Linked DNA regions of Canis lupus: region 2 is linked to region 1. A link is a contact called in public Hi-C data. All regions are on one chromosome and are shown on one strand. The core of a region is the stretch at or near the end of the contact, and the rest is flanking DNA. Distances in the headings are between cores, read along the strand shown. Region 1 holds the start of PLEKHG1 (pleckstrin homology domain-containing family G member 1). Region 2 overlaps PLEKHG1 (pleckstrin homology domain-containing family G member 1).

Region 1 (6,176 bases), core at 2,055-4,554:
TTTCAGATCTACGAATGTAACATACTTTAGCTTTCCATCAAACAGTAATTCAATATTTACCGAGAGAAGATGTTGAAGCTTGGAAATTTTTACTTGGCTTATATCTCATCAGAAAAACATTTTTCGGTAACCTCATGTATACAGATTGAAAAGATAGCAAAGCATGACTCAAACATGAAAACTATTCTAGATATACAGTCAACTCCTAATCAGTGGGAGAGGAATCATCCAGGCATACTGGAAGCTGTTCTGCAGCATCTGGGTAACCTGTGGCCTAGTTATTTTACAACAAACCTGGGCCCACTCACTAGGAGGATTAGCCTATATTTCCACTATCTTTGTTAAAACATCTGTTGCTTTTCATCAGCATGAGCAATATAAAGCCGAACATGTAGCCATCTCTTAATTACTTGAAAGCTGGCTCTACAGTCATAAGTTCTACTTGGCACAGACACCCATGGCTCTGACTGCCCAAATGGTTTGGGGTCAGCTTTTCGTTTTACTAAGCAGGATTGATGTAGGCTGTGATGAAACATTAGTATTTGAAATGCCTGCTACCTACAAGTACTAGGCTGCTTACAGTCTTTGTCTAGAAAATGTTTCCATCTCTGCTGAACATATGACCATTTTGCTTTAGGACCCGTATTTTTCCCAAGACAAAAAAGACAAGTGATTTTTTTTTCTCTGAAAGAAGGAACCATCACATTTAATAAAAAAAAAATATGTCTCTATGCCACCATCATTTCTAGGTAGTGGGGTTTGGGGTAAAGACAACTGAACCTGAATTAAATCACAGTTCTGCCAGGAGAGAACTATGTAACCTCCAGCGAAAACACTCACTCCTGGGACTTGGTTTATCAACAACAATCATCTTTAAAGCATACAGTGTGGCAAACACTTACAATGGATTATCTCATTAATAATCATCAATGCTCAGCATGACTCCACAAGGAAGAGTCATTATTTCCCAAATGTACAGAGGAAGAAATGAGCAAAGGTGAGATAATCCCAAGAGAGTGACCACCTATAATTGTTATATTTTCCTGATTATAAAATAATCTGTGTCTAAATAACTTCCTTAGAGGGGTCAAGGTCTCAGGGCTACAGAGCTACGGAGAGACAAATTTCATTCACAGTCAGTTAATTCCAGAGCACTTCTTCACCACTAGTGCTTTCCCAAATCTTTAAGATGTAGGCCTAGATCATCCGGGATCCATTCTATTTTTAATACTCCATGCATCAAAACATCCCTGCAGGAGGATTAAACGATGATAGTTGTTTGAAAGACCAATCACTAGCAATGAAAGCAGGAGGGAGGAGAAGCCTGCAAAAAAAATGGATTGCAGCCATTAAGAAACAGTATAGATCTAGGAATTGTTTTCAGTTTACTAAGAGCTCAAAAGATTTAGTGCCACTCAAGCATTCCCCATGTGTATGTGTCAGACTCTGAACCATTAAATCTTAATTAAATCACTTAAAAATCATATCCTCAAAGGAGAGCCAAATAGTACTGGTTATTCTTGGTTTCGAAAAATTATGTTGCTGCTTTCTATTGATTTGTTTAAAAGTGATTGTTTAACCTCTTTGCAGTACAGATCGAGTCTCCCATGGAAATATTTAAGCTTCTACCTGGTAATATCATCTATATTAAAGTCACTGAAAGAACTGGTACCCATGGTACAGAGGGAGGTGAGCAGGGAAAACTGATCAAGGAAAGCATGATTTTTAGGTCAGGGATTGGACTTTGAGATAATTGTTTCTCACTCTGTCCCTCATCAGGGAGCTTCAGAGAGCAGATGCGGGACAGAAAGGGATGGTCAGGCAGTGATGGCTGTAGAGGACCTACTGAGGAAGAGGTCAGCGAGATGGGACAACTCTGGGGACATTTCTTTGGGTGGGGTTTGGTGGCTTGACAGGGGCCTCAAATAGGACCAAAAGGAAAGCGAAGAATTAGGAATCCGGACTCAAAGACAGTGAAGGGTCATATGTCAAACCATCACTTTCGTATCTAAGTCTTGAATATTGTGGCTCAAATAAATATCCCTGGGAGGCGAGGGGGAGGGAGCACGAAGCTTTAGAAACTCTCTGGTTCATGCACATCACTTTAGGGGAAGCCAAGGGCAGCAGAGCTGGAGCAGCCTGCTCAGGTCTCAAGTCAGGACAGAGGTTTCTTATTCCCCGACATGAAGGGCTTGGAAAGGTTTCAACAAGCGACTACTCAAAGTCCAAAGCCTATAAATTCTTTAAAAGTAAGCCAACCACAGAAACTGAGAAGCCAGCTGATTTTAACACTTGATAACTATTTTCATAACATTGCACGACCTTTCTAGGCCCGGAGTTCTGTGAGATGACAAATTTGACCTGGAGTCAACATTCTGGAACGCCTCCCGGCTGAAGAACGAAACGCGAGGTAGTCCTGTATCCGCCCGGTCGGAAACCCCCGACCCCGCCGTCCCCGAGCTCCACCTAGCCTTCTGTGATGCCTGGCGTGGGACTCCCACTCAGCGACTTCAAAAATATGTGCGGGAGCCACGGCCGCTGGGGGGTGGTCCACGGGAGCGTGGAGGAGCAAGCAGACCTCCAGCAAGCAGACCCCAGCACCCGCGCCGGCCCTCGTGGCTGCAACGCCGCGCACGAAACCGCAGACCCTGGAGTTCCCCGGGTCGGAAGCCTCCGCACGCTCCTGGTTTAGGAACCAGGCTCTCAACGGAGGACACAAAGGAGGCTGGCTGTCGGGCACCCCCCGCACCCCCGCCCCCCCCGCCCCGGCCGAGCGGTTCCTACCAGGGCGGGGGTCCCCCGAGCCCGGCGCGGCGCCCCGGCCTCTGACTCCCGCCGCGGTTCGCGGGCCCCGGGAGGCCGGGTAGACCTCGGGGGCCTGTCCCATCGCCGCGTCGCGCGCTCGGACCACCTTGGGGCTGGGCTCTGCGACATCCCGGGGGACGCGGGAAGCCCTTCCCGGGGCCGGCGGGGGGCGGGACCGCGGCGCCGGCAGATGCAGGCTGCGCCCGGGCTGCGGCCGGCACTCGGGGGCCCGGGGACCCGCGCCCGGGCGGCGGCGGGTCGCCCCCTCCAGGCGGCGGCGGGCAGCGGGCAGCGGGCCCCGGGTCCCCGCGGCGGGGGCGCGCTCCGGGAAGCACCGTCTGCCCGCACCCCGGGGGGGCCCACGCTCCGCCCGCCGCCACCTGCGGATTAGGGGGCCGGGCCGAGGCTCCCGGGGCTCCCGGCGAGCGGTCCCGTCCCTGGAAGACGACCCCGGGGGTCGGGGCGCAGCCGGCGCTTACCCGGAGACGCGCGGCTCCAGCGCGGGGGCCGCGCTCGCAGGTCGGCGGGGGTGAAGCTGCGCGGCGCGGGCTCGGGCTCCGGCCCGGCTCCGGCCCGGCTCCGGCTCCGGCTCCGGCTCGCGCTCCGGCTCCGGCTCCGGCTCCCGCTCCCGCTCCGGCTCCGGCTCCGGCCCCGGCTCCCGCTCCCGCTCCGGCTCCGGCTCCGGCCCCGGCTCCCGCGCTCGCGGAGCGCCCTGCACCGCCGCTCGGGCTCGGACTTCCTCTTCCTCGGCTCGGCCGCGCCCGAACCCGCCCCTCCCAGCGCCGAGATGCGGGCTCCGCCGCCGGGAGCAGCGGATCTTCGGTCCCTCCTCCCCGCGGCCCGGGGCGAGCAAGGTGGGGAGGAGGAGGGGGGCGCCGAGGAGCGAGATCAAGCACTTGGACTTGTCACTGGAGCGTTGCCAAAGAGCGCAGTCAAATTACAACCCCTGGGGAATTTTTTTTTTTTTTTTTTTTTTTTTTTTTTTTAAATCCCAGCTACCGTTTTCGCAGACACATCATTTTTTTCTTCATTTTCCGGGATCTTCGGGTCTAGCTTTCTCTTGGACGTGATAATTTCCCTTCGATTTCCTTAAAATAATACCCCCAAATCATTTTTTAAAGTCAACATTCTAGTATTGCACAGAAGCTTTGGGGTAATACTATGCAAAAAGGGGGGGGGGAAGCTCAGGTTTTCAGGCATCATTACCCTAATCACCTGAGTTAATGTACCAAATAACTTTTGCTTAGAGAAAGTAAAAGTGAAAAGGAGAGAAGTCTAACCTTTGTAATAGCCTGATAAATGTTTAAAGGCGCCGGCTCTGTAGTAAAATTATGACTTCAGTCAAAGGTGCCTAGGATCACCGCCAAAGGCATGCGAAGTGGTTTCTTAACACTTATCCCGTCAAAAGCAGACATACCCTGTTTGCCTGTTGACTCCACGAGGTTTTGTAATTTGTAGGAATGCATGCCCACATTACTTGTTTACAGACCTTAAGCTTTACCAGTTATTAGCTTTGTGACCTTGAGCAAATTAGTTAACTTCTCTGTGTCTCATCTGTAAAAGGGAGATAGTGATGGTAGTGCCTACCTTGGAGCTGCTGTGTGTGAGTTAAACAAGGTAATGTTCAGGAAAGGCTTAGGAGTCTAAACCTGGATAGATAGATAGATAGATAGATAAATAAATAAATAAATAAATAAATAAATAAACAAACAAACCTGGATAATAAAGCTTAGACACATGTTAGCTGTTACTGTTGTCAATTTTCTCCCTTTTTGTCTGCTTTTATGCATGTACATGAACGTTATAATAAAAATCTGAAACAAAATACGGTTTTGTGCAGTAAGAAAACACAGTGTCACAGTTCTCTCCCTACAATGTGCGGTTTATGCTCAGTTTTACAATTTATTTTGCCTCCACGACTGACTTATATTACCTTAAGCGATGAGACTGGGTTATGCTTGGACTACATTACCACGGAAGATTTGCAGTGAGACTAAAACAGATATTTGCCATCTTCAAAGCATCATTTCAGATGGGCTTGCAATAACCTTGTGAGGTCCATGAGACAGGTGCTAGCTTCTTTCCACAGACAGGAAATGGAGGCTTGGGAGGCTTACTCAGGACCCTTTCCAGTACACGGAGCACACACAAAACCTTGCCAATCACCCCATCTCTCTATGCTGTTACTCACAGTAGAAGTGAATGGGAATACCTCACACGTGTATAACACATTTGTAAACTAGTACCACACGGATGGTCTTTATCACTCCTGGGAGGTATGTGCCGGTCTCACAGGACACTCAAAGAGCCTCAGGCTCAAAGAAGCTAATTGATGTGTGTATTTGTCTTCCCGGTAGGGTGTTGGGGACAACTTGGAGAAGGGGCTAGAACTAGAACTAGGGTTTCCCAATTCCTGGCAAAATGCTTTCTCTGCTACTCTACTCCCTTATCCCACATACTCACACATTTCTTAGCACAGTTGACTTAGAGAAGCAGTGTGACCTGACCGCCAGCTGCAGACTGTCACCTACTAGCTGCTTACCCTTAGGCAGATAACAGTTCTGAACTTTGGTTCTTTATCTTTGGAATGGTTATTATTCAGTTCATCTCAGTTTATTAATGAGGTGAAACGTGGGAGGTAGAAAGTAGAAACAGGTTCACGGAATATCTTCTATTGATACTGAGCGCCAAGTGCAGCACCAGGCACCTAATCTGCATTGTCATTCCTGATTTCCCAAATGAATGCACTCCACCCTGCAGATCATCAGAGGAGATCTTGAGATCACCTGGTCTATCACGCCGCATATCTAGTTTATTTGTGTGTGCCCAGCACTTTGTGCCTAACACAATAGATATAAAAAGTTCCGTGGGTGGGTAGGTGGTGGGATGGATGAAAGAAAGAGAAATGCAAGAGTTGTAAACATGCTATTATGTAGCTAGCATTCCATGTTAGTGATGTGCTACTCTCTCCTTTAAGGAAAAGAATCCAATGGAATGACTTCCTAATGGTGCATCTAGAAACAGGAAGATTCTTTGGGTGAGAGCTTTTTTTTATTATTAATTCCAACGATAGTCAAGCTCAAACAAGGGAAAAAGAAACCACTTAAAAATATTTAAGAAAGAGAGATTTTATGCAAGGACTCGATTCCACAAGTGATGGAAGAACCAAGAATCCAAAAGGAGAGATGATGAGGAAGTCCAGAAATTACCAACAGCAGAAAACCAACCTCCATTCCCCTAGGTTGGAGAGGCAGAGAGAGGGATTGTTATAAAGGGAACCTGTCTTTGAGAGCCAGAACCTGCCTTAGATACTTGCAGAAATGGGGAGAAACACCCTGGTTTTTCCCTTCCCTTGCCCTACAATCCAGCAT
Region 2 (6,176 bases), core at 1,949-4,448, 200 kb before region 1:
ACCAATAATAATATAGGTCTTATCCACCTGAATAAGGGATTTTTTGGAAAAGCTTTAAAGAACTAATTATTTCTTTTAGGCACTAACACATAGTTAAGGGCTTCAAACAGATGAGCATCCTCCTGGTGAGCAATAGGTGCTACACAATTGATGCACTAAAGCTAAGCTTAAAGTCTTCATCTGGAAGGAGGCAAGGGGAGAAGGGGAGAGGGAGAGGAAGAGACAGAGAGACAGGGAGAGACAGAAGGAGAGGGAAAAGGAGAGGAAGGAAGGAGAGGGAGAGGGAAGCCTTTCAGTAAAGTTTCTAAAACCTGGCTGATCATTAGCATCTGTTGGTTAGCTCATTCTACATATATGCTTATGTGTGTGTGTGTGTGTGTGTGTGTGTGTGTGTGTGTGTGTGTATTTGTTCATGAGAGACAGAGAGAGAGGTTGGCAGAGACATAGGCAGAGGGAGAAGCAGGCTCCACACAGAAAGCCCGATGTGGGACTCGATCCCAGGATCATGACCTGAGCCAAAGGCAGACACTCAGCCACTGAGCCACCCAGGCATTCCTGGTCAGCTCATTATAAGATGTAGATTCCTGCTACCCAACCCTGATCTACTGAACCCAACCTTGATCTACTGAACTAGGGATAGGGCCTAGGACCTATATACCACTAGCCTTCTCCAAATCACTGGGGCCTTATAACTATTTTGAATTGTTGCAAAACAGGTTGCTAGAAGTTTCCTGTTTTCCTCCTTCCAAATGCTATGTGATTATCCTTAGCTTAACTCTCCTGGCTCCCTACAGCACCCCTGCAACTACCACCTCTTTCATGTGCCCTAAAATCTCCCCAGAAGGAGCTGTGGTGTGGGTGTGGGGGAGGGTCCTGAGAATGTACTTTGTGATGCCACCTCTGCCACTTACTTGGCTGGGTGCTTTCATAGCTGGATGTGTTTCCTTAGCCACAAATGGCAAGACAGGACCTACCTTTCAGGGTTGCTACTAGACCCAAATGATGGGCACTCAATCCGGAGAAGTTACCACCCATCTGCCAAGGGACTGGCCCAGGTATACCTCCACTCTGGCTTCCTTCATGCATCTCCCCACCTCAACCCCAACCTTCGCAGCTTTAATGTCTTGAAGCTTTTTATTGTTACTGCTGCCAATATTATTAATGTTTAGGGAAATATAAGGAAGATCATTAATTACTCTAAAGCAAATCATTTTGCCTGAGGATTCAAAGAGGGGGAAAAATTACTTTACGTAGGCTTTCTTGCTCCCTCATGTCATTTTCTTTGTTGAAAGGTCACATAACTTAGCCTACAAACATTGGGCTAAAAAATCATCTCACAAATAATTGCACTTGTATTTTGCCACAATCTGGGATAGCAAAGATATTTAGGCTAAATGATAATATTTAGTTTAAAAAAAAGAGGCTAGGGATCCCTGGGTGGCGCAGTGGTTTAGCGCTTGCCTTTGGCCCAGGGCACGATCCTGGGTCTCCAGGATCGAATCCCACGTCGGGCTCCCGGTGCATGGGGCCTGCTTCTCCCTCTGCCTGTGTCTCTGCCTCTCTCTCTCTCTCTCTCTGTGACTATCATAAAAAAAAAAAAAAAAAAAAGAGGCTAAAAAAAAAAAAAAAGCCTTGGTGCAATCATCTTAAGCTCGAAAAAACAAATGGTTAGATTTTTATAACACTGATATTTTTATCATATAGTCAGAGTTAGAGATTACTAGTTGGAATTAATTTCAAGTGCAGATGTGAGCTCGATTTCTGTGAAGTGCATTTACAGATCCAGGTGAATATATAAAATGCAAAAGTCTCTACTTTATCTTTGTTCTCAATCTAGATGAGAGTGAGTTTATATATCACCTATATGAATAAATAAAATGGCTAGTTCCAAGAAGTTTCCTGGTTATCTATATATGTAGACTTTAAGAACTAAGAACTCAGTATTTTTTTTTTATCCTGTCGCGACCTTTAATTTCAGAAAAGTACTATTCCCACATTTTCCTCTAGGAGTCAGCCAGGGACCATCACTGAATTAAAGGACCGGAAGGAGGTTGGGAGCCACACAAAGGAATTTCCAACAGCTTGTGGTAATAGTGTCAGACGGGTGATGTGTTTTTTGATGTTTACAAGAATTCTCATTATGTGTTTCTTTTATTTAAGAGGAATAAACAGATTTTGAAAGCTTTGGAGAAAAAAATTTAAGGAAAAATCTTGGAGAAAGAAGTGAAAAGTTCAGTTTAATAAATCTGTTTCAATCAAATAGAAAATTATTATAACATCATAGTGGATAAAATATATTAAATAGATGTATTTTCATTGCCACTGGGAGCAATGTGGCTCAGACTTGCTCTCTGCACCCAGACAGACCTGGGTTTGACTCAGGCTCAGTCATTTACTAGTTGCGTAAACTTGGGCAGTGCACCTTAATGTCACTGAGCTTTTATTCCTCTAAGATGGGGAGAATAAGACTTTCTCAGAAGGTGTTTTGCTGAGGGTGAAATATAAAGTAGTTAGCACATTGTGTGTGTGCTCAAGAAGTTGTACCTGAAAAAAGCAATGTTTAGATTCTAAAAGGGTCAGGAATTTGGGTTAAAAAGTGCAATTCTATTGTGACTATATGAACCATTTTAAGGCATAAAGGGAAAACTGCCTGGAATACACACATCTTGCGTGGGAGAAAGAGGACAGGTATGCAAGCTAGTCTGGTTTCGTAATGGCCTTTCAGAATCCTCTGGCAGCTCTGATTTTCCCAGGAGACAGGTGAACCATAGGGGCATATCAAAGACACTTTGTCATTGCTCAGAAGGGCATTCCACGGCACAGGGCCAGCAACCCAATAACTAACCATGAAGAAAACACAGTCACTTCTGTGCATGAGCTACCTTACACCTCTTAACACCCTGATGAAATGAGACTCATGCCTAACACAAAGCACACACCTATGCACATTCATTTCCTGGACACGAGATCAATGCTGACAGCCCCTGAGAATAAGCTTCAAACGTTTTTCAAAATACACAGCAACATAGACTCTCCTTTCTCAGAAATGTTCCCGTTCCTTATTTTCCCTCCCAAGTTCTATTCTCATGCCCCCTATCCCACCTTCTGCTCTGCGTCACTCCTCCCCCAGCCAGCAAGGAGCGTTTCACCATCCACATGGACCATCCATCCTCCGCCCTCACCATGCCACTTTATCTCTGCTGACCTTGCCCTCCACACCGGATCAGCGACACACAATCACAGCAGCCCCCAGGACCTTAGCACCCAGAACCGCTTGGACTCAGAGACAGGGACTCTAAGTCTCTTACAGACCTCTGCATTTCCATCTCCCCACTTTTAACTCCTGCTGAGCCAGTTCTTGGACTCTTCAGGCCAGCAGTCCTTCATGTGCCTATTCTCCCCATGAGCTTCACTCTCAGCTCAGCCTGGAAATCCTGCTCGGTCTCGCAACTGTGCAGCTTGGCTGGTTCCCTCTGTGCCACTGATCTTCCTTCCACTACAGAGTAGCTCTGCTGAGCCTCACCTCGGGGAACCCCCTGCACTATGCTTCCTCAGCACTAGTTTCCAACTTGCTGAGTGGATTTCTTTTTTTCTTTTTATTTCTTAAAAGATTTTTAAATTTGTTTATTTGACAGAGAGAGAGAGAGCAAGAAAATGCACACAAACAAGGCGGGTGGCAGGGAGAGGGAGAAACAGACGCCCTACTGAGCAGGGAGCCTGACCCGGGACTCGATCCCAGGATCCCGGGATCATGACCTGAGCCAAAGGCAGATGATTAACCAACTGAGCCACCCAGGCGCCCCACTGAGTGGATTTCTAAATGACCACATCACACTAATCCACGGTGACCCCCTTCATTCAGGTCTTAGATGCACAAATTATTTTAGTCATCCCTGCATTTCCCTCAGCAAGTATTCTGAGCTTTTCCACTTTCCCTCAGGCGCCCAGACCCACCTGGGCTCCCCCCAGACACACGACACCATCACCAACTCCAGTGAAAGCCAACTCTTCACCAACTCTTTACCTTCACTCAAGTCCAGCTCAAAGGTTCTCTATCCTGTCTCATCTTTCTTCTCTCCCAGCTCTGCGAAGGAGATTTCTACCTTCCCAGACTCTTCTCTCCCCCAGCACTCCTGATCCTACCCTCTTGGCACCCCAGGGTGGACGCTAAAGAGCACCCCCCTCACGTATCGTTATGCTCTCCTTTCCTTTTTCCTCCCACGGACCACTGTCGTGTCCACCGTGTTCGTCACCTACACCAAATGTCTTGCTTTGATCTCACCTCTCTCAAACCACCACCTGTATCTTTTCTGAACTCTGTTAAAGAAGTTTGCACCCAGTACCCTGCCACTCCTTCATTTCCTTCCTTCCTCCCTCTCTCCTCCCTCCTTCCTCTTTCTCTTTTTCTTTCTTTCTCTCTCTTAAAGATTTCACTTATTTATTCATGAGCAACACACAGAGAGAGGCAGACACACAGGCAGTGGGAGAAGCAGGCTCCCTGAGGGAAGCCGGATGCAGTACTCGATCCCTGGGATCGTGATCGACCCTGGGATCACCACCTGAGCCAAAGGCAGATGATCAACCGCTGCGCCACCCAGGCGCCCCTCATTTCCACTTTTCAATGCACTGCAAACTCTCCCTGACTTGCCAAACTGAAGATCTGTTTCTGTTTGAATCTGTTGTGACGGCCGTAGCACTTGGGCCTGCTGTTAGCCTCTCCCTCTTTGAAATCCTTTCTTTTCTTTGTCACCACACCTTTCTCCCTCGGTTCTCCTACTGCCTCCCTGGTCACTCTCCCCTGCTGATTCTTGAAGTCTCCACCTGCTTGCAGATCACTTAGGTGTTGCGATTCCCAGGGGTTCTTTCCTTCGCACACATTTATGGGCCATCCTATCCAAGCTCAGGGCTGCAATTACTGTCTGCGTCAAGAGCCTCCGGATTGGCAGCTCACGAGACCGGAATTTCCACCTGGGTTGACTCGCCTCCTCACACGCAACACTGAGAGCTCCTGCTTGCTCCCACCCAACCCGGTCCTCCCCTTGGCAGCTTAGCTCAGAACTCAGCACCGTCCTCTGGGCCCAACCCCTGACTCATCCCTGACTCCTATTTCTCTCTCTTCTCATGCACCTGCTGGGCCACATATTATTCCCTCTGCCTCTGCGAGAGCTTTTGCCTCTGCTCCCCTCGGTGGCTAGGGCTCCCTGCAAGCACCCCTCATCTCTTTTCTAGCCCATGATGGTGGCTTGCTAATTCTTCTCCTCCCTCCAGTGTCACTCCTTCAGCTCATTTATCACACTATCCCTAAAGTTACACTCTCAGAAAATAGGGGCAACTATGCTGTATGTTGGTAAATTGAACACCAATAAAAAATAAATTTATTTTTATTTTTATTTTTTTTAAATTTTTATTTATTTATGATAGTCACACAGAGAGAGGCAGAGACACAGGCAGAAGGAGAGGCAGAGACACAGGCAGAGGGAGAAGCAGGCTCCATGCACCGGGAGCCTGACGTGGGATTCGATCCCGGGTCTCCAGGATCGCGCTCTGGGCCAAAGGCAGGCGCTAAATCGCTGCGCCACCCAGGGATCCCAAAAAATAAATTTATTAAAAAAAATAGGGGCGACCATGCCATCCCCTTCCTCCAAAGCCTTCAGTAGTTTCCTACCACCGATACAATCAGACTCCTTAGTGTGTGCCTTCAAAGACCTCTCAGTCCAGCAGAGCACTCCTTAGTGTGTGCTTTCTACTTCTCCAGCCTCACCGCCTACTCCATCTCCTCAGGACTCAGCCCTTCCACCTAGGCACCATCTCTGTGCTGTGAACATGGTACACACATTTGTATCTCTTTGTTTATGTTTATGCTATTCCCTCAACTTGGTTTTCCTCTTCTTCCACTTACTAAAAATATTCCTCATCCTTCAAGACTGAGCTAAAACGTATTCCCTTCCTTCCCAAGCTTAACTGTCATTGAACACTTTATCCTTCCATAACGCTTGGCTTATACCTCTATTAATTCATCCTCGTTAGCAGTTTGTTTTATATATGGCTAGCTCCCTCATCTACAAACTCCTTCACAGATGAGTCTGTACCCTCTTTTCCGAGCATTCCCACAAAACTTAAGCTAGCTCTATTCACAATAGGCGCTTAGTGTTGCTTCGAATACTCCTCACAACTAC

The links. Hi-C and Micro-C count contacts between places; a contact is called where the count stands out from the background.
Region 2: a contact with region 1 is called in a Hi-C map of skin fibroblasts, with 2.3 times the contacts expected there. The contact joins the enhancer-like site here to the promoter of PLEKHG1 in region 1. A contact is called at or near these places in 2 of 9 Hi-C or Micro-C datasets (amygdala and skin fibroblasts).

Annotation. Positions count from the first base shown.
Region 1 is chr1:41,478,953-41,485,128 of UU_Cfam_GSD_1.0, reverse strand. It overlaps PLEKHG1 (pleckstrin homology domain-containing family G member 1), which reads right to left and starts at 3,304. Exons shown (of 17, transcript XM_038526322.1): 1 at 3,285-3,304.
Region 2 is chr1:41,679,298-41,685,473 of UU_Cfam_GSD_1.0, reverse strand. The region is part of intron 11 of PLEKHG1 (pleckstrin homology domain-containing family G member 1); the gene reads right to left. Among named protein-coding and RNA genes, the nearest start is that of MTHFD1L, 35 kb to the left of the region's middle. Within about 2 kb of position 3,198, at least 4 of the 20 cell types and tissues checked have an H3K27ac peak or open chromatin away from gene starts, as enhancers often do.